Regions from separate parts of the Sus scrofa genome. Here region 1 is linked to region 2. A link is a contact called in public Hi-C data. All regions are on one chromosome and are shown on one strand. Each heading gives the region's core, a stretch centred on a gene start, on an enhancer-like site or on the middle of the called end of the contact. The rest is flanking DNA. Distances are from core to core; before and after follow the strand shown.

Region 1 (3,138 bases), core at 340-2,839, 69 kb after region 2:
TGACCCAGGAATTCCACACCTGGGTCTATACTTTATAGCCCCAAATTGGAAACAAGAAATAATCTAGTGACAGCAGATTGGTCAAAACTGTGATTGGAGTGGAGGAGCAATGAGATCCTGCTGTATAGCACTGGGAACCATACCCAGTCACTTGTGATGGAGCACGATGGAGGATGATGCGAGGAAAAGAATATATGTGTGTGTGTGACTGGGTCACTTTGCCGTACCATAGACAATTGACGGAGCACTGTAAACCAACTATAATGGAAAAAATAAAAATCATTTAAAAAAACAGTGATACATTCATACACCAAAATATTAAACACCAATGAAAAGTACCAGCAAATGCAACAATAGTGAATCCCACAGACATAATGAGGAACAAAGGAAGCCAAATACAAACAGTGCATAATAAATGCTCACATTCGTTAAGGTTTAAAAACAGGCACGACTAATCCAGGCTGTCAGAGATCGGAAGAGTGGTCAAACCCTGGAAAAGGCCCTGAGGCTGGTAACTTGCTGTTTCTAGACCTGGGTGCTGGTCCTATGGTCGTATTCCCTCTGAAAATTTGTGGCACTGTACACGAGATCGGTGAACTTTTCTGTATGTATGTAATATTTCTTTTTTCTTTTTTTTTTTTTTTTTTTTTTGGCTACACCCATGGCATTAAAAAACTCCCTGGCCAGGGATCGAACCTGTGCCACAGCAGCGACCCAAGATGCTGCAGCGGCAATGCCAGATCCTTAACCAATTGCGCCACAAGAGCACTCCTACGTTATATTTCAAATTGATAAGTAACACACAGGGAAATCTATTCAGTACTCTGTGATAGCCTATATAGGGAAAGAATCTGAAAAAGAAGGGAGATATATATATAACTGATTCACGTTGCTCTATACCTGCAACGAACACAACATTGTAAATCAACTACACTCCAATAAAAGTTAATTTTTAAGATGTTTTCTGAAAAAAACAAAAAAGCTGCTCCAAAATGCAGCAGGGATCCTTTCAAGAAACCAGATTCTAAAAGCATAACTTGATTTGTAGGCTTACTGTCCTAGGAAAATTAATTTTTTATATTTAAAAACAATTGTTTTTATTGAAGAATAAGCTGATGTGAAAGAAGAAATAGTTCAAGGATTATGCATTTATACTACAAAATGAGAATATTGAATTATCCTTACATCCATTCTGCAGTTAACAGCCAGTCTTTCTCAGTATCAACTTACCTGAGTTGCTTTGCATAGCTGAGTTCAATCTCTGTCCTTTCCTTTACGAATTTGATGTATTTCTCAAGAATATCAATTCCCCACTGTGTGTGTTTTTCTAAGTTGTCAAATTGATCCTGTTAAAAAAAAAAAAGGTGGAGGAGAGCTTGTAATCTTTCTCTGTGATTAGCATAACTCCAACGAACAAGTCTCTCAACAATATATCAGTACCTAGAAAGCAGTTCTAACATTTTTCATGATTTCAACATTACCAAATTTGGTTTGAAAACTGCCTGAGCTATTGACCTCTGACTCGTCCGTTCACGTTCCCTATTCCTGTTAGAAACGTGGTGTTTGGATACAGCTGATGTCCTGACGCAAAGCCAAGTGTCCTCTCCAAGACACCACGGACCGCGAGGTAGAACACACACCCGCGACAACTCAGTCAGCACCTTACCCGTTATCTGAGTTAGCATTCAAGTAAGCTCCCTGAAATCAGAGGCGAGGAACGAGGAGGGAGAAGGGTTACAAAATACCTGCTTTCCTCAAACAAATAAAATGACTCATGACTTTTATTCCAACCTCTGAACAGGCATCAAGCCTACACTTTGTGCCAAGAATGGTGCTTAGGGCTGGGGAACCAAAAAGAAGAGAAATATAATCCTGATGTGTGCAGTGCCTGGAGATTCCTGGTCTGGAAGAATGAGAGCAGGAAGGCAAAGACGGTCCAGGAATCTGGTGGAATGGCCTGGTGGTGGGTGATGGATCTAGAGGGTCCTGGCCTCATCATGCCGAGCCAGGGTGCCTAGACCCTGGCAGGCACAAGTGAGCCACTGAAGGGCTTGGCAAGGGAGTGGCACAACCATAGCTATGTTTAACATCACCAGCAGCTGGAAGTCAGGGGTGTTCAACAGACCAAAGGAGGGGAAGTGGGAACAGAAGGAAGGATGTGACCGACCACGATCAGGTAGAATCAGCTAGTCTTTGTGACTGATTAAATGGGAGGCTGGAAGGGATGTGAAGGAGAGGAGGGTTCGAGGGCAACTCCCTGGCTCTGCGTCCCGTGAGCACCCTGGCGGAGGGAAGGGGCAGCAGTTTGGGTGACGTGACATGTTGAGCGAGGGAGTGACATGTCCAGAATCGAGTTGGAAGCACAGACCTACTCAGAGGTCACGGATGGAGGCTGGTGAGCTGGTGGATCTGAAGGACGAGCCTAGGACCAGAAGCCAAAGGTGAAGAGAGGCTTAGCACGACTTCGGGGAAGAGAATTGGCAGAGGTGGACGGGTGGCTCCTGAAGGGTAATGGCAATGAATAGAGGATGAGGGTTCTAGCCCAGCTCTGGGACTAGAGAAAGGCCACCAAACACCTCAAGGTTTTAGTCAATTGCCTGCAACATGAAGACAGAAGCCCTGCCTAATATCACCAAACTGTCATTAGGATCATGTAAAATGAAAAAGTGCCAGATCAAATATAAAAACAAAGCCATATACGTGGAATCCTAAAAAAATGAAAAAAGAAGGCAGTTCCCTAGTGGCCTAATGATTAAGGATTCGGTGTTGTCACTCCTGTGGCTCTCATTTGATCCCTGGCCTGCGAACGTCTGCATGAACTTATTTACAAAACAGAAATAGGCGCACAGACATAGAAAACAAACTTACGGTCACCAATGGGGGAGGGATAAATTAGGGTTTGGAATTAATATAGACGCTTTACCAAATATAAAGCAGATTACCAGCAAGGACTCCTGTGTAGCACAGGGAAGTAGACTCAATACTTTATAATACCCTATACGGGAAAAGAATTGGAAAAAGAATAGATATATGTATGCATGTATAACTGGATCACTGTGCAGGACACCTGGAACTAACACAATACTGTAAATTGACTATACTTCAATTTAAAAAAGTAATTTAAAAAAAAAAACAAAC
Region 2 (2,964 bases), core at 224-2,723:
AACAATAGTCTTTGTGTAACAATTTACTTCTTTTTTTTTTTTGGCCATGCCTGTAGCATGCGGAATTTCCCTGGCCAGGGATAGAACAGGTACCACAGCAGTGACCATGCCGGATCCTTAACCTACTGAGCCACCAGGGAACTCCAAGAGTTTACTTCTTTATTAGCTTCAAAGTAAGGGTATTGAGCAACAATTCAATTCCAGGCTAGTAAAATGATTTATCTCAAACAGAAAGACTGCCTAATTATACCATCTTCTGCGGCTAGCACCTCAGCAAAAGAACAAGGGCCAAAAAGAAACCCTGGCATCTGAGAGACTCCCACTTAATGGATCCATTTTCTCCCAAATTCATACTTTTGATGACTGCAGTTCATTTCAGCATCTAGATATTTCCTTCTTGCAGAGGTCTTCATCAAGAATTCTTCCTGGGATTTCATTTTAAAGTCTAAGAAATGTTTAGTAAAACATTCTTTTTCTTTCGTTTCCAAATCCAACTGATTTGGATCAATTGCCAAAGAGTGAGTCGGGCTGAAAAAATCCTGTATATACATACGTTTATGTATATACTCAAACGCACATAAAAGAACATATAAGGGTAACCATAAAATATCGTCCTACGTTCTCAACAGCAGCGCCTAAAACGCTGATCTTATTCCTGGTGGAATTGTCACAGTTCATCACGGTTCATGAATTAGGATATTCTCAGCTGCGGTGTTTGAGTATATTTGAGTATAACAGGGGTTACGAGGTTAAGAGGTTTTTTTTAATAAACTTAATGATTAGTTTGACTATTTACTAGGGCTATGCCATTAAAGTAGAAACAACATTGAACACTAGAGACATCACTGTAGAAAGGCTTAGGAGGCTCTTTTCATCATCCATAAAGTCGTCTTGTGATTCCCTGGATCAGCTATGCTACAAGGTCTTTCTGTAGCACCTTACAAGATTTCATGGTTTTCATTTCTCAAAGGTGCCTTAGACCTGAGTTTGAGCCTAGTATCATTCCCACACATTTCTCTCAGGTTCCCAGCATTTTTCATCCGCTTCTGTGGCTCCCAGGAAGGAGCAACTTTCAACCATTACATTTGATTTTTTTTTTTTTTTTTTTGCCATGCCCAGGGCATGTGGAGGTTCCCAGAGTCAGGGATCGGACCTATGCCACAGCAGTGACAACACCAGATCTTTGACCCTGGGCCATCAGGGAACACCAAAATTTGGTTTTATTCAAAATAATCCAATAAATAAACTCTCCTGTATTTCATCTTTGTATTTGTCCATATTTTGTATTTATATTCATATTTAAATAAAATTTATCAACATCTGTCATCCTCTTAAGACCCCAGTAGTTAAGAAAACCAAATCATGAGTTAAGCGTTAATTTTCTTAGCAACTTGAAAAGTTTACAATCACCCCTGTTAGACTCTGGACCTTTGTATTCCAAAGGTCTAATAAAGAACTACCAACAGAAGCACACACAAGAGAAGCACAACTCAACAGTTAACTTCAAAGAGATGCACATGGCAGAGAGAGCACCCACAAAACACACACCCGAAGAACCTGATTAGCGTCAGGACATGCATAGAATAATTGTGCTTACCAGCTTGAGAGAAAGCTTCGTGTAAAAATTGAAGAGATAACAGGGGAAAAAAGAGAGAGAGAAACAACAACACATGAGAAGAAGAGGAACTTGGCCGGTTCCACTGCATTCACCTAAGACATAAATTCACCTGGCGCTTTGTGAAAATGATTTATAGCGGATCTGTACCAACGTTCCCAAGAGGGGCTGATCTATCCAAACTTCTTTAGCTGCCACGTTGCTGGAGCACAGAATCGAGATAGAAAAGGAGAGTTTCTGTTTGCTGTTCTGGATTGGTTCCATGAGTCTGGGTATAAACCGAGTTTGCAGTTGTGACACAGCATGATGCTGAACCATGATCACAGAGCCTCTAGTTCATCAGGTTTCCATGGAAAGGTTCACACAGACGAAAAGAGTCAGGAAAGTCAATGCTTGCACAACATACCAGTAATGTTTTTATCTTTTTAAGGTTTTTGTTTGTTTGTTTTTCAGGGGGAAGGGGTAGTGTGCCTGCAGCATGCAGAAGTTCCCAGGCCAGGGATGGAACCCACGCCACAGCAGTGACCCAAGCCACAGCAGTGACAGTACCAGATCCTTTTACTGCTAGGCCACCAACTCCTGGGGAGTTAACTTCTGTTAAGTTGCTGCTCTTGCAAAGTACTTTTTTTTTTTTTTTTTTTTTTTTGCTTTTTAGGGTTGCACCCATAGTGTATGCAGGTTCCCAGGCTAGGGGTCGAATCAGAGCTACAGCTGCCAGCCTACACCACAGCCACAGCAATGCCAGATCCAAGCTACATCTGTGACCTACACCACAGCTCACAGCAACACTGGATCCTTAACCCACTGAGCAAAGCCAGGGATCGAACCCGCAACCTCATGGTTCCTAGTCAGAACCATTTCTGCTGCGCCACGATAGGAAATCTAGCTCTTGCAAATTACTTTTAGGAAAGAGCCAACTATCTCAATTCCAAGGGGTCCTTACGCCTTGCTATGGATTTCCTGGTAATTATGAGGACATTGCAGCTGCAGTGCTGCTGGGTGTGGAGACTGGCAAAACCATAATGGTTATTGGACCCCCATCAGATTAAAAGTGATCTCAAAATTAAGAAAAAGAAACACCAGTTCTTGAGTAACAGCTGATCTGTGCTTTCTGACTCAAAAGCAGTATTTTGAGAGTTCAGGGCACACTGACTTAGCTGTTATCAATCCTAAAAGTTCAGGCAACTGGTACTAGGATCCAAAAATAAGTTGGAGACAAATCACCAAAGAAAGTGCTTTTGGTTTTAAATTGGGTAGAGAGTGTTAAAAATACCTCGAATAGATTTAAAAAATCTTATTCTTCAGATTAACTCAAAGTTGATACTTCTTTGCAAATGGTGTTAAGTGTT

What was found. Hi-C and Micro-C count contacts between places; a contact is called where the count stands out from the background.
Region 1: a Hi-C map of liver shows a contact between it and region 2, with 2.0 times the contacts expected there. The contact joins two enhancer-like sites. A contact is called at or near these places in 1 of 5 promoter capture datasets (liver), 4 of 47 Hi-C or Micro-C datasets (epiblast stem cells and liver) and 1 of 2 datasets of contacts at active chromatin or transcription factors (alveolar macrophages).

Annotation. Positions count from the first base shown.
Region 1 is chr1:270,129,987-270,133,124 of Sscrofa11.1, forward strand. It overlaps FNBP1 (formin-binding protein 1), which reads right to left. Exons shown (of 18, transcript XM_021070148.1): 2 at 1,231-1,346. Among named protein-coding and RNA genes, the nearest start is that of FNBP1, 49 kb to the right of the region's middle. Within about 2 kb of position 1,590, at least 5 of the 83 cell types and tissues checked have an H3K27ac peak or open chromatin away from gene starts, as enhancers often do. A contact at or near this core is called in liver, where this site is marked.
Region 2 is chr1:270,060,703-270,063,666 of Sscrofa11.1, forward strand. It overlaps FNBP1 (formin-binding protein 1), which reads right to left. Exons shown (of 18, transcript XM_021070148.1): 11 at 1,598-1,612. Among named protein-coding and RNA genes, the nearest start is that of USP20, 67 kb to the left of the region's middle. Within about 2 kb of position 1,474, at least 1 of the 83 cell types and tissues checked has an H3K27ac peak or open chromatin away from gene starts, as enhancers often do. A contact at or near this core is called in liver, where this site is marked.